Regions from separate parts of the Sus scrofa genome. Here all the other regions are linked to region 4. The links are chromatin contacts, called in public Hi-C and HiChIP or PLAC-seq maps. All regions are on one chromosome and are shown on one strand. The core of a region is the stretch at or near the end of the contact, and the rest is flanking DNA. Distances in the headings are between cores, read along the strand shown.

Region 1 (2,864 bases), core at 293-2,792, 150 kb after region 4:
TCCCAATGCTGCTCTCTGAATGCCTGACCCTGGTCCTTACTCAGAGGAGAAAGTGAGCAGGATGCCTGTGATGGGAGTGACCTGGCAGGGGGCTCAGGAGGATGGAGGCTTTTGTGGAAACTCGGTTGCCTCCCTCAACATTCATTTCTCCTTACCCCTTAGGAACAAGATCCTGAGTTTATTTAGGGTGATGGGCAAAGAACTGAGTTTACTAAAAGTGCAAAAAAGAGGGGTTCCCATTGCGGCTCAGCAGTAACGAATCTGACTAGTATCCACAAGGACACAGGTTCGATCCCTGGCCTTACTCAGTGGGTTGAGGTTTTGCCATGAGCTGTGGTGTAGGTTGCAGAAGAGGCTTGGACACTGTGTTGCTATGGCTGTGGTGTAGGCTGGTAACGACAGCTCGGATTTAACCCCTAGCCTGAGAACTTCCATAGGCTGCAGGTGTGGCCCTAAAAAGCAAAAAAAAAAAAAAAAAAAAAAAAAAAAAGTGCAAAAACTATAGAGGCTTTTTTCCCTTTCTTTTGCTGTATTGACTTTTCTCCTTCTTTTCACCTGTAGTTTGAAAGTTCAAAGGGCCTCTTGGACTATGAGGTGACCTTAAGAATGGAAGTTGTGTACTAGGGAGACACAATAGAAAGAGAAATCTGAGTCCTTAATGTCAGTATGGAGCTGTTAATGATGCTGTTATTACATCTCATACAAGACAGGTCTTGATAGATATGGAATCATGACTCTGAAGGACAAAAGTAACAGGTTTCAAATCTTCTTCCTAAGAAGGGCCAAGCAGGACTTGAGACCCAGAACCACCTGATTTTGAACCTGTGCGTTTAGCTGACACCTTGTTCAGCCATGAGCAGAGGGTACTTGTGGCCAGGCTTTGGAAAACAAGCTGTACATGGGCCTATTTGGGGCAGGGCTGGAAGTCAGCCCATTCCCTGATCAAGCTGAAAGGTTTCTGCCAAGCCCGCTTGAACAGCTTGTGCTCCCTGGACCTGAAGCCTGCTCATTGGCTCTGCCCATCCCCACCCTACCTCTGCAGGCCTGGCCTAAGAATTATCCTCCCTGCTGGGGCCTTCCAGCTCTCAGCTTTCACTGCATTGTGCTGGTCCTGCCTGCTTACCCTCGAGGGAAGCACTCCCCAGGGCTTTCTTTTCCAACCTCCACATGCCCAACTAGATTAGGTTTCTATGAAATATGTATGCTTTTTCCAACAGTCCTGGGAAGTCTCTATCTGCCAGGTTCAGCTGGACAGGCTGATAAGTCAGGTTGAGGAAAGTTACTCTTTTATTCAGCTATCTGCCCGTCACCAAGGGGGAGGGAGGGGAGTTCTAGCTGGAGTATATTCCTGTTTCAAGGGCAGCTCAGGATCAGAAAGGCCACCCAAGGGCAGGTAAAGTGGCTTGTAAGGAAAACCATCCAGCCAAGAGATGGGACAGGGTGTATCTGGTGTGATTGGAGGCCCCCCACTTTATCCCAGTGCTCTCAAACTTCCCACTTGACTCCACTCCCAGATACTCTGCTGACACCAGAGGCTCATTCCTTGAAGTCTTGAGGGCTTTGAGACCTTCGGCAAGTTTCCCAGCCTGGTTTAAATTTTGACTTGTGTATTGTGTTTATCTTAGGGTTCAGATGTGCCTGATCACGTGGAGAGCTAATGGGGGTGGGGAGGCTAAGTAAGAGTGTCTGGGGAGCTAGTTGTAGGAAAATTAAAGGAGTTTGGGGGGGGAAGGAGCTCAAGATGAGGGAAGAGAAAGTTGAAGCATATAGTTTGTGGGTGAGAAATAGCATATGAGTGATCCCACTCCTGGGTATACATCCAGGAAAGACAAAAACCTCTAATTAAAAAAGACACTTGCACCCCAATGTTAATAGCAGCACTATTTGCAATATTCAAGACATGGAAACAACCTAAGTGTCCATCAACAGAGGAATGGATAAAAAAGATGTGATATATATACATAACAGAATATTCGATGGAATGTTACTTTGTCATAAAAAAGAATGAAATAATGCCATTTGCAGCAACATGGATAGACCTAGACATGATCATACTAAGTGAAGTAAACCAGAGAAAGACAAATATCATGATTTCACTTCTATGTGGAATCTGAAAAACTGATACAAGTGAACTTATTTATACAACAGAAACAGACCCATGGACATAGGAAACAAACTTATGGTTACAAAGGGATCAGGTGGTGGGGCGAATTGGGGGTTTGGAATTGGCATATGCACACTATTGTATATGGAATGAATGGTCAACAAGTACCTGTTGTATAGCACAGGGAAATCTACTCAGTATTCTGGGATAATCTACATGGGAAAAGAAAATGAAAAAGAATGGATGTGTGTACATGTATAACTGAATCATTTTTCTGTACAGCAGAAATTAACACAATATTATAAATTAACTACACTTCAATAGAATTTCTGAAAAATGAAAAAAAATATATAGTTTGGTTCACAGGGTGAGGAAGTGGCTATAAGTGAGGAGGGGCACATTCTTCTTCCTCCAGAAGAGGTAGCTTTGATAAAGGGTCTGCAGAGTTACATTCCTGCCTTCTTTTTTTGGTCTTTTTGGGGCCACACTCATGGCATATGGGGTTCCCAGGCTAGGGGGCGAATCAGAGCTATAACTGCTGGCCTACGCCACAGACAGTAACACCAGATCCAAGGCATGTTTGAGACCTCTGCCACAGCTCAAGGCAATGCCGGATCTTTAACCCAGGGAGCAAGGCCAGGGATTGAACCTGCGTCCTCATAGTCAGATTTCTTTCCACTGAGCCACAATGGGAACTCCCTATTCTTGCCTTCTTTGTGGGACCCTCAGGCTGCCCTGCATGAGCTCCAAGTGTGTGCTG
Region 2 (3,331 bases), core at 183-2,682, 170 kb before region 4:
CACCTTCCATTCCACTGAGAACAGAGCGAACTCTCACTGAGCAGGTGCTCCGATCCGGCCAACAAAGAAATTCACACTGGATCAATCCACCAGCCCCAGAACACAGCCAGTAACCCTCGGCCAACAGCTCCCACAGCTTCCTATTTTGCCAGGACAAAAGAGAAGCTCATCCCAACAAAGACATGTAATTGATGCGGAAGTCTGTGTTCTTAGTGGTTTACAGACAGCATCACTGGAGCTGACTAAAACGACAAACAGAAACAGAGCCCACGTCTTTATCCTGAGAATCTGGTTCTATGTGCATCATCTCAATCTCTCCACCACTCCCCCCACACCAAACATCATAGTTTACAGTTTGTTGCGTAGCACTTAACAGTTTGTATCTTCACTCATTCTTGCAAATATCTGACCAGGTCTATTTTCTGCTCCTCAGTGTCTTCCTTACCCACAGGTAGTTAGCAAAATGAGCTGGCCATGACATTAGAACAATAGGCTGAAAATATAACAAAGAAGCTTGGAGGGAACTCGAGGTTCATGAATTCCCTATTACATGCCATGCATATTTATAAGGAATCCCTTTTATCTTTACATTCTGTGAGGTAGCTATGACTTCGTTTTGCAGATGAGAAAACTGAGGTTCACAGACGGGAAGCAATATGCTTAGAGTTACAGAGATCAAAAATTTCAGACCCTGGACTTGACTCAGGTCTGCCTAATTCCCTGACACCTCCCTGGGACCAGAAGTCAAGAGCCAGAGTAGAAAAAAGAAACTAAGTATGAAATTCGGCGACGTTCATCCACAGCAGAGTGATTAAGAGCCAAGCTTCAGAGTGTCCATCATGGCTCACTGGTTAACGAATCTGACTAGCAACCATGAGAATGCAGGTTCCATCACTGGGCTCTCTCAGTGGGTTAAGGACCCGGCGTTGCCGTGAGCTATGATATATAGGTCACAGACACGGCTTGGATCCCAAGTTGCTGTGGCTGTGGCATAGCTTGGTAGCTACAGCTCGAATTTGACCCCTAGCCTGGGAACTTCCATATGCTGAGGGTGCAGCCCTAAAAAAAAAAAAAAAAAGAGCCAAGCTTCCTAAGTTTAAGTCCTCACTCTCCATTCCTGTATCCTTATTTGTAAAAGAGTGAAAAAGAGTAAGTCTATCTCTATGGGCTTGTTATGAGAACTTAATGAGTTAATTTTGAGAAAATATTTTGAACACTGCCCAGCACATTTAATAAGCGCTACATAAGGGCCTGTTACATAGATAAATAAAAAAGAAAACCTTTGGAAAATGCTCTCCTCCTTCCTGGAGAAATCTCTCCCTGAGTAATACACAGCTTTATCACTTTATCCAGAAGGTCATGAGATCACTCTCCTCCAGGGGCTGTAGTCCCACAGTTAGCATGACTCACAGCCTGTCCCTGACATGTCATTAGCTGGCATGGGCAGCCACGGGCAGCCACTGGCTCTGCCCTGACACTAAGTCTGAAGCGCTGACTGCTTGTCCAGAGCTCTGAAGATGGCCAGAGGCTAGTCATGCAGATGGGGCAATGGGGTCACTCAGAGGTGGCCAGTTTCACTGCAAAGAAACTGCTCCTCAGATAAATATCAATCTCTCCTATTTCCAGAGGGCCCCATCTCCAGAGCCTGTATCACTAACCACGGAGTCCACGTGTAAAAATGGCATTTAATCACTGCCAGAAATTGCAGTGACCCAGACACAGAGTCCCTGACCCTCTAGTTTGAGTTAATTCAAGGTTTCTCAACTTCAACACAATTGACACTTTGGGACAGATAATTCTTGGCTGTACGTGTCGGGGAACGGGGTGGGGGGCTGTCCTGAGGAGTGTAGGGTGTTTTAGCAACATCCCCAGACTCTAGCTACTAAATGACAGTAGAACCCCCCCCCCCAAGTGACAATCAGAAATGTCTCTAGACATTGCCAGTGTCCTTTGCAGAGGGAGGCACAACTGCCCCTACCCCACTTGAGGACCACTGAATTAGGTTCATTCTGGGAAGTACAATGAGGGAACTGGAGCCAAAAGAAGCCTGGCCAGGCTGCAGGTCACACAGGGGCTGATAATGTTTTGCAACCTTTTTGCCTTTTTGCTAAAAGGCAACAAGACAACTAGACAGAGTGCCTCCACCCGTAGTTATTGGTGATGGCACACACCCTAGGTAGAATACAAAGCTGTCACGTCACCTTAGTTAAGGGACCCTATTCCTCAATTCTTGCAATGCAGAATTTCATCAATTAATAAATGTGACCTACTATCCCGTGTTGATCCTCACCTACCAGAGATGGACCTTTTGTGACTGGGCGACATAGTGTGAATAAAGGGATTCATGAGGACGAGAAGGATGTTGATGTTCACCATCACCAGAACTGCCCTAATGCTACCACTGCTGCTATTGCTACAGTCGCTGCTGCTGCTGCTGCCCTTCCACCACCACTACCATTTACCGAGTCTTATGTGTCAGCTCCTGTCCTAAGCACTTTACATGGATGAACTCATGCGACTCTGCCAAGACAATATGTGAAACAGGTTGTCATTCCTATCTCCATTTTACGGGGTAGTAAACCACAGTATAGAGCAGTTAACTTTTTTGTCCCATGTGACTGTAGATCCAGTGTCCAAACCCAGACAATCTGGTTCCAGGCCCCACAGCTCTTATCCACCATGCTGCACTGGCCCTTAAGGACCACTATGGGCCTGCCAGCCAGCAGCCATCTCTGACCTGCTGCTTCTCAACATACTTAACAGGAATTAACCTCTGGGCTTCTGCTACTTGGTTTTTTTTTTTTTTTTTTTTCCCCACTGTACAGCAAGGGGGTCAGGTTATCCGTACATGTATACATTACAATTACAGTTTTTCCCCCACCCTTTCTTCTGTTGCAACATGAGTATCTAGACATAGTTCTCAATGCTATTCAGCAGGATCTCCTTGTAAATCTATTCTAAGTTGTGTGTTTTTGTTAAATCATATTCCAACCACCCTCTAGGCTCACTGATGCCTGTTCTGTGAGCAACCCCAAAACTAAAATCAATGAAGTATCTATCGTCTCCCTTAAAATGAAAATTAGGCGATCACAAAAACCTTGGCTTCTCTAGATACTTAACCTGGGCAGGCAAGCCTTCCCTCCCAATCTGAAAAAAAAAAAAGTTTATTTTCAACACAAGCAGTTATTTGAGTCACTACTTCAAAGCAACCCAACACAAGATACTATGTCAATAAAACACACCAGGGCAAAGATGATCCCAAGCTCATCTTCATATCTTTACCAACTGGCACAGTGCCTGACACTTTAATCAGTAAGTGTGCTACCTAAGT
Region 3 (2,866 bases), core at 18-2,517, 150 kb before region 4:
GCCACTGTGCATGCGGCCACCTCCACTAGGGGGCACAGTGGGGTATGGAAAACAGTTGAAAAGCCCATTTGATGACTGTCTTCCCACTTTGCTCTTGGACAGAAGGCATGCACACTACTGGCACATAGACAAAAGAGAAAGGGTGACAAAAGGAATGAGAAGGAAGATGTTGCTTCCGGATCAGGTAAGTTCCAGATCAGATAAGTTCTGTAAGTTTCATTTACTGGGCTCCTAGGTTATTCACAGCTGAGAGGATTTCCCAGCAACAAAAAAATGAAACTACAAGCAACTGCAAGAATTCTGAAAACATCCACGAAACCATAACAAAAAGCACAGGTCCCTGAAAAGTGAAATAAATCCATTTAATGCAGAGTATCTCAATCCATAGTACAACTGGCATTTGAGGCCAGATCATTCTTTGTGGCAGGGGGCTGCCCTGAACATTGCAGGATTTTTGCCAGTTTCCCACCCTCTAGCAGCTAGATAGATGCCCTTAGAACCCACCAATCCTGACTGTAACAATCAACAATGTATTCTGTCATCGTCAAATGTTCCCTAAAGGGGGAGTTCCCGTCATGGCTCAGTGTTTTAACGAATCCGACTAGGAACCGTGAGGTTGTGGGTTTGATCCCTGGCCTTGCTCAGTGGGTTAAGGATCCAGTGTTGCTGTGAGCTGTGGTGTAGGTCGCTCGGACCTGGCGTTGCTGTGACTGAGGTATAGGCCAGCAGCTACAGCTCCAATTAGACCCCTAGCCTGGGAATCTCCATATGCCGTGGGTGCGGCCCTAAAAACAAACAAACAAAAAAAGTTCCCTAAAAGGTAAAAGCAGCCTGGGTGATAATCACTGCTTTAACCAATTAGCAGGACCTTACCCCTCCCGTAGGAAAGGGCTCAGAGAAGGGCAGCCTGTAGGACTAGACCGCAAGGCAAGGAGAAGCAGACCCGGTGAGTCAGGAGCTGGTCACCAGCCCTGAGGATGAGTGGGCTCAGAGCCCAGAGCTAAGACTAGAGGCCACAGAGAGATGAGAGGTGGGCTGTTTCTGACGCTGTCCCAAGCTGACTGACAGATGAGCCTCATTCTCCCGCACATACTTCAGTGCCAGCATGATCTTGGCACCCACGGAGGAGCTCATGCCTGGGCTGGCGATGCCCCCATTTACTAATTAGTATATGGCACTGAGGCTTTGCTCCATAAAGATCTTAGTCTACAAATCAAGGCACAGGGAAGAAGGCTTCGAGAAGCCAAAGTCTGGACGTTGCTGCGTCAGACAGTCTTAAATAGAAAAGGATTGTCACCTGGCTTCCAGCCCAGGAAGCCATGAACACACATTATGACAGGCCGATAATGACTCTCTAGGAAGAAGAAAGGAATGGTCTGTGAAAAGATAACAGGGTGTGTAAATTTGTTAGGTAGGTCACCTCGATGTTGGATGAAAACACTCAAAAGATTCGATTTCACTCAGAGCCAAAGGACAGTAAAACCACAAAGGAATTTTCTAAGTACTAAATGCATTTTTTCCCCTCTGAGGATCACACTTCTGGCAACTCTCTACATCTAGAAAACACTTGTGAATGACAACAGGCCCCAGATGGCCTCAGTAATAAAGAAAACCAGAGTCACAAAAATCATGAAAATTACTTCCCAGAAAGGGGTCAAGGTCCTCAAGATCAAGCTCATCATTCAACAAGTGCTCCTTGAACTCTACAAGCCAATCACCCCAGTGTCAGGTCTCCCCACTGCTGTACTGGGAGAGGGACACAGGTTGGGTGCTGGCCCACGAGTGCTTCAGAAATGCAGCAGTCCTCCAGGCACTGGAATTGATCAAGAGAAACAGGTTAAAAGTTTTCAAAAACTAGCTGGTGAGTGAGAAGATGAGCACATTCCCATGTACACATAGTTGGAAGTGGCCACTCAGAGGCTTATCAAATTTGAACCACAGAATGAATTTCCCATCACTTCTAAAACAGGTTTATAGCAAATCCACATGTAGCCCAAGGCCCTGGGTCTTGGCAGATCCTGGGTCATAAATGCTCCAAGTCTGAATTTTCTTTGGGAAGAACTCAACCATCAGAAGCTGGTTATTTGTCCCTTAATTTATAAACCAAGGTCAACTCTCTCAATACTGCAAATATCTGCCAAGCTGCGGGATTCCACAAATGATGAATCTAGCTCAGGTTAAAATGGAGCATCTCGGGGGAGTTCCCTGCTCCAAGTTAAAGGCTGTCTAAACCTGGGCCTCTCAACCCTGATGAACTTAAGAATCACCTGGGCTCCTTTAAAAAAGAGGCCCAGGTCTCGTGCCTAAAGATTCGATTTACTTGGTCTGAAGTTTGGCCCAAGCAGGGGTATTTTCATTTTTCCGCTGTGGAGGTGATTTTAAATAATTACATCCTAGGAAAGATATTCCTGCTGTCAGGTCTACAGGTTCTATCTAGTGGGATCCAAAGTGTGGTCTATCCTAGTATTTGAATGATAAACTCTATTCTCTACAAATGCAGATGTACTGGCTTACTAGGCCATCTACGTTTTCCCCTTCAAGAATCACGCGCTGGTCTTCTCAGACCAATGCCCAAGAGGGCAGCCTTTCAGGAAGAGGGAGCCCACTGCAGAGGCCTGTTAGACTCCATGCTATGGAAGGACTTGTTGAGATAGAATGTTGGATGTTAACAGCTTTTATTAACCTCTCGCTGACATCTGAGGCTGACCTAATGGCCTCAAGGTCCACCAATACCTCTAGTAACCAGCACCTCTACAGTCTTGCTACTCAAAGTCTGGTCCGAGGACTAGCAACATTGAGATGAGCTGGTCAATTGTTAGAAATGCAGGATCTCAGGCCCAACCCCAGACCAACTGATTCAGAACTG
Region 4 (3,057 bases), core at 379-2,878:
GCTGGACAATGCAAGCGCCACCTCTTCCCTCTTCCGCGCGGCAGCTACGAAACCACGGCTTTGTGTGACAGCCAGTGTGTGCGCGAGCGTCCCCGGGCTCACACACCCCCTTCCACCCAGTGCCGGCGCCGGGACCTTGAGCACCGCGAGCGCATCGCCAACGGGTCCTCCTCCTCCCCGCCTCTAGCAGCTTCAACGCCAGGCCTCTGGCCACCGGCCTCGGACCTGGCCTGAGGAAGCTGGGGGTGACATCCACGCCCCGGTTCTCGGCCGCGGGGGTGATCAGCGTGAGCAGCGCCAGGAGCCGGGTAAAGGCGAGGCAGGGGTCGGAGGCGCGAAAGGGCGACACGCCGGAGCCGCGCCCCCAACTTTACCAGCAGCGGGCCGGGAGGGGGCCGGGAGGGGGCCGGAGCGGCTCGCTACTCGGCAGGAAGTTCCCAGGGCCACACTGAGCATGCTCTCGGGGATTGTGTGCGCGGGTGTGCGCTCCGCGTTCCCCTCAGCCTCTCCGGCCAGGCAGCCTCGCAGATCACGCCCGCGGGGTGGTGGGCCCGTGGAGATCCTCCAAAGGTGGGGGACACCCCCACGCTCCCAGGTTTCCTGGACCAGAGATCCTGCCTGCCGCATCCCTCTCCCCCTAGGGCCCGGAGCCAACCTCCCTTCTTCTTCCTCCCCACTGGCCCAAGGCTGAGCCTGCCCTGAGCGCCCAAGTCCCTGGGACCCCAGTCCAGCACACACCCGCAGCGTGAACCCCACCAGGCTCCTCCCCGGTCCGAGCGCCCACCTGCCATCCTTGGCCGCTTGCCTCCAGCCCGCGCAACCAAAGCCTCCTCCGGACAGTCCCTTGAAAAGCCCACAATCTCCCCCTTCTCAGAGGCATGGGGGCCGCCTGCAGCTTCCCCGGGGAAGGGGCTGCTCCGGGCAGGTGGGCGCCCCCAGGCGCGTCCTCGTTTGCACTCCCGGGTCCCGCAGAGCGGCTGGGGCACCCACGCAGACGGCGGGGGGCGGCAGCCGGAATCCCCCCGGCCACGCAGCACTCAGTGCAGACTCTCCCCCACCCCTGCGCGCAGCTCCCCTCGCCCTCCGCTGTCCCCTCTGCGTTCATCTCCCCGGGGAGATGGAGAGCTTTGACGCTGTTGCCCCGACACATTGGCTCTCACCTCCTTGTTGGGCAGCAGCAGCAGCCGGGAGCGCCCGCCAGCCGCCGTCCACGCGGGGCCCAGGGCGCGGCGGGGCAAGGGGTCGCGGCGCCCCGAGCCTGCGGCGCGGCTAACTGGGCTCGATCGCGCCCGGGGCCGCCGCGGCTGCAGGGGGAGCCGCAGGGCCGCCGCCGAGCGGGCCGCGGCAGGGATGGTCTGCAAACTCTCAGCCCTGGCGGGGCCGCGCGCGGCGCGTCCACACTCGACCTGGACACTGCAGAGACTCTCCTCCCGGGCGCAGCCGACCAGGGCGGGGATCTGATCGCAATTTCTTCCAGCCCTCCCCTACCGACCTTTCCAACTTCTCCCGGGTTCTGGGCTCGCAGCTCTCTAACGCAGGGATTCCGGCCAGGGACGTTCGGCAAACTCCCCGCCCTCCCCGCGGAGCGCTCAGCCAATTCTGAACGCCCCAGCCTCTCAGGGGCCGTCTGCAAACTCCCAACTCTGTCGGAAAGGACTTCTACCAAGCCTTCAATTCCGCAGCCCAAAGGAAGAAGGGAGTTAGGGAGATAGTTTGCTTGCGATCACAAATAACATTCTAGCAAGGATAGGGGCAGTGTGCAAATACTGATGTGACAGTGCACCCTCCAGAGAGGTGTAGTCCAGGCCTCTCAGCACTCCTGACCTTCCAGCACTTGAAGCCCAGTGAGGGGAGATTATGGACTTAACTGCTGGTACCGGCAGCTGGAATCAGTGCCCTGAGCCTCCGTTTCCATCTTTGTAGAGTGTGTTATATGAAGCAGTGTGAGTTCCTGCCACTTGGTTTTTGTGACCTTGAACAAACCACTTAGCCATTTGAATTCAACATCTTTATCTACAAACATAATAAATGAGGCTCTGTGAGGTTATTTTGAAGAAGAGATAAAAATACACGTGAAGTATTTAGTAATGTCCGGCACATAGCAGGCACTCAATAAATGAATTTTCTTTCTCTTTTTCTTCCCCTCTCCTGCCAATGGATTTTATGAACACTCTGGGCAGGTTAGCTGAACACTGTGCTGTTGTAAATTCAAAAAGAAATAAAACAACTCCCAAGCCCTGAAGGCACCACAAAGAACATTGACTGACATGACATATTAAATCCAGCCAAGCCCCAGGAGAGAGAATGCTGTGCATTTACATGGCTAAGCATTATAGATCCTTGTTAAGTAGTAGATGGAATGGAAGGCAAGTGCCCTGGTGGATTACCTAGGGGTGGAAACAGCAAGGTTCATAACCCCATCAAATTCCAAGCCTTGGAACCAGTCATTACATGAAGTTACTGTATCAAGTTTATGTTGAGCTTTCCCTTACCTTCCCTGCAGAATTTCTCCACCCCCACCAATTCACACACACACACACACACACACACACACACCCCGGGGGGGGGGGGGGGATGGCTTCTGTCTGCTTTTTTTTTTTTTTTTTTTTTTTGGCTTTTTAGGGCCACACCTGCAGCATATGGAAGTTCCTAGGCTTGGCATCGAATCAGCCTATACCACAGCCACAGCAATGTAGGAACCAAGCCATGTCTGAAATCTACACCACAGCTCCCAGCAACGCCAGGTCCTTAACCCACTGAGCAAGGCCAGGGATGGAACCTGCATCCTCATGGATACTAGTCCAGTTCATAACCCACTGAACCACAAGGGGAACGCCTGATCTTCTTTCTTGAACTTAGATCACCCTATCTTATTGCCCATCCTCCCTAGCAGAAGCATTTAAAAACTGAAGATGATGGAATTCTTAGACCCTAAAAATGAATTAAAGTGTCTCACTTTGTACATAAGTTCTCAGGGCCACCCAGCTGGTTTAAGAGGTCTCCTGTCTCCAGGATCTTAATAGAAACACCCTTCGGCCTCTCTTTGATTGAGCAAGC

The links. Hi-C and Micro-C count contacts between places; a contact is called where the count stands out from the background. HiChIP or PLAC-seq counts read pairs in DNA pulled down with a chosen protein or histone mark.
Region 1: a Hi-C map of liver shows a contact between it and region 4, with 5 times the contacts expected there. The contact joins the enhancer-like site here to the promoter of MGAT5 in region 4. A contact is called at or near these places in 4 of 47 Hi-C or Micro-C datasets (embryonic fibroblasts, heart right ventricle, liver and 1 more).
Region 2: a contact with region 4 is called in an H3K27ac HiChIP or PLAC-seq map of alveolar macrophages. The contact joins the enhancer-like site here to the promoter of MGAT5 in region 4. A contact is called at or near these places in 2 of 5 promoter capture datasets (fetal liver and fetal skeletal muscle), 3 of 47 Hi-C or Micro-C datasets (alveolar macrophages, epiblast stem cells and mesenteric adipose tissue) and 2 of 2 datasets of contacts at active chromatin or transcription factors (alveolar macrophages and skeletal muscle).
Region 3: an H3K27ac HiChIP or PLAC-seq map of alveolar macrophages shows a contact between it and region 4, with 9 times the contacts expected there. The contact joins the enhancer-like site here to the promoter of MGAT5 in region 4. A contact is called at or near these places in 3 of 5 promoter capture datasets (fetal liver and liver), 20 of 47 Hi-C or Micro-C datasets (alveolar macrophages, blood, brain and 10 more) and 2 of 2 datasets of contacts at active chromatin or transcription factors (alveolar macrophages and skeletal muscle).

The regions. Positions count from the first base shown.
Region 1 is chr15:18,065,074-18,067,937 of Sscrofa11.1, forward strand. No RefSeq gene overlaps it. Among named protein-coding and RNA genes, the nearest start is that of MGAT5, 150 kb to the left of the region's middle. Within about 2 kb of position 1,543, at least 4 of the 83 cell types and tissues checked have an H3K27ac peak or open chromatin away from gene starts, as enhancers often do. A contact at or near this core is called in liver, where this site is marked.
Region 2 is chr15:17,750,494-17,753,824 of Sscrofa11.1, forward strand. The region is part of intron 2 of MGAT5 (alpha-1,6-mannosylglycoprotein 6-beta-N-acetylglucosaminyltransferase A); the gene reads right to left. Among named protein-coding and RNA genes, the nearest start is that of MGAT5, 170 kb to the right of the region's middle. Within about 2 kb of position 1,433, at least 15 of the 83 cell types and tissues checked have an H3K27ac peak or open chromatin away from gene starts, as enhancers often do. A contact at or near this core is called in alveolar macrophages, where this site is marked.
Region 3 is chr15:17,772,809-17,775,674 of Sscrofa11.1, forward strand. All of the region lies in intron 1 of MGAT5 (alpha-1,6-mannosylglycoprotein 6-beta-N-acetylglucosaminyltransferase A), which reads right to left. Among named protein-coding and RNA genes, the nearest start is that of MGAT5, 150 kb to the right of the region's middle. Within about 2 kb of position 1,268, at least 20 of the 83 cell types and tissues checked have an H3K27ac peak or open chromatin away from gene starts, as enhancers often do. A contact at or near this core is called in alveolar macrophages, omental adipose tissue and subcutaneous adipose tissue, where this site is marked.
Region 4 is chr15:17,917,645-17,920,701 of Sscrofa11.1, forward strand. It overlaps MGAT5 (alpha-1,6-mannosylglycoprotein 6-beta-N-acetylglucosaminyltransferase A), which reads right to left and starts at 1,629. Exons shown (of 17, transcript XM_021075187.1): 1 at 1,493-1,629. It also overlaps the pseudogene LOC100152750.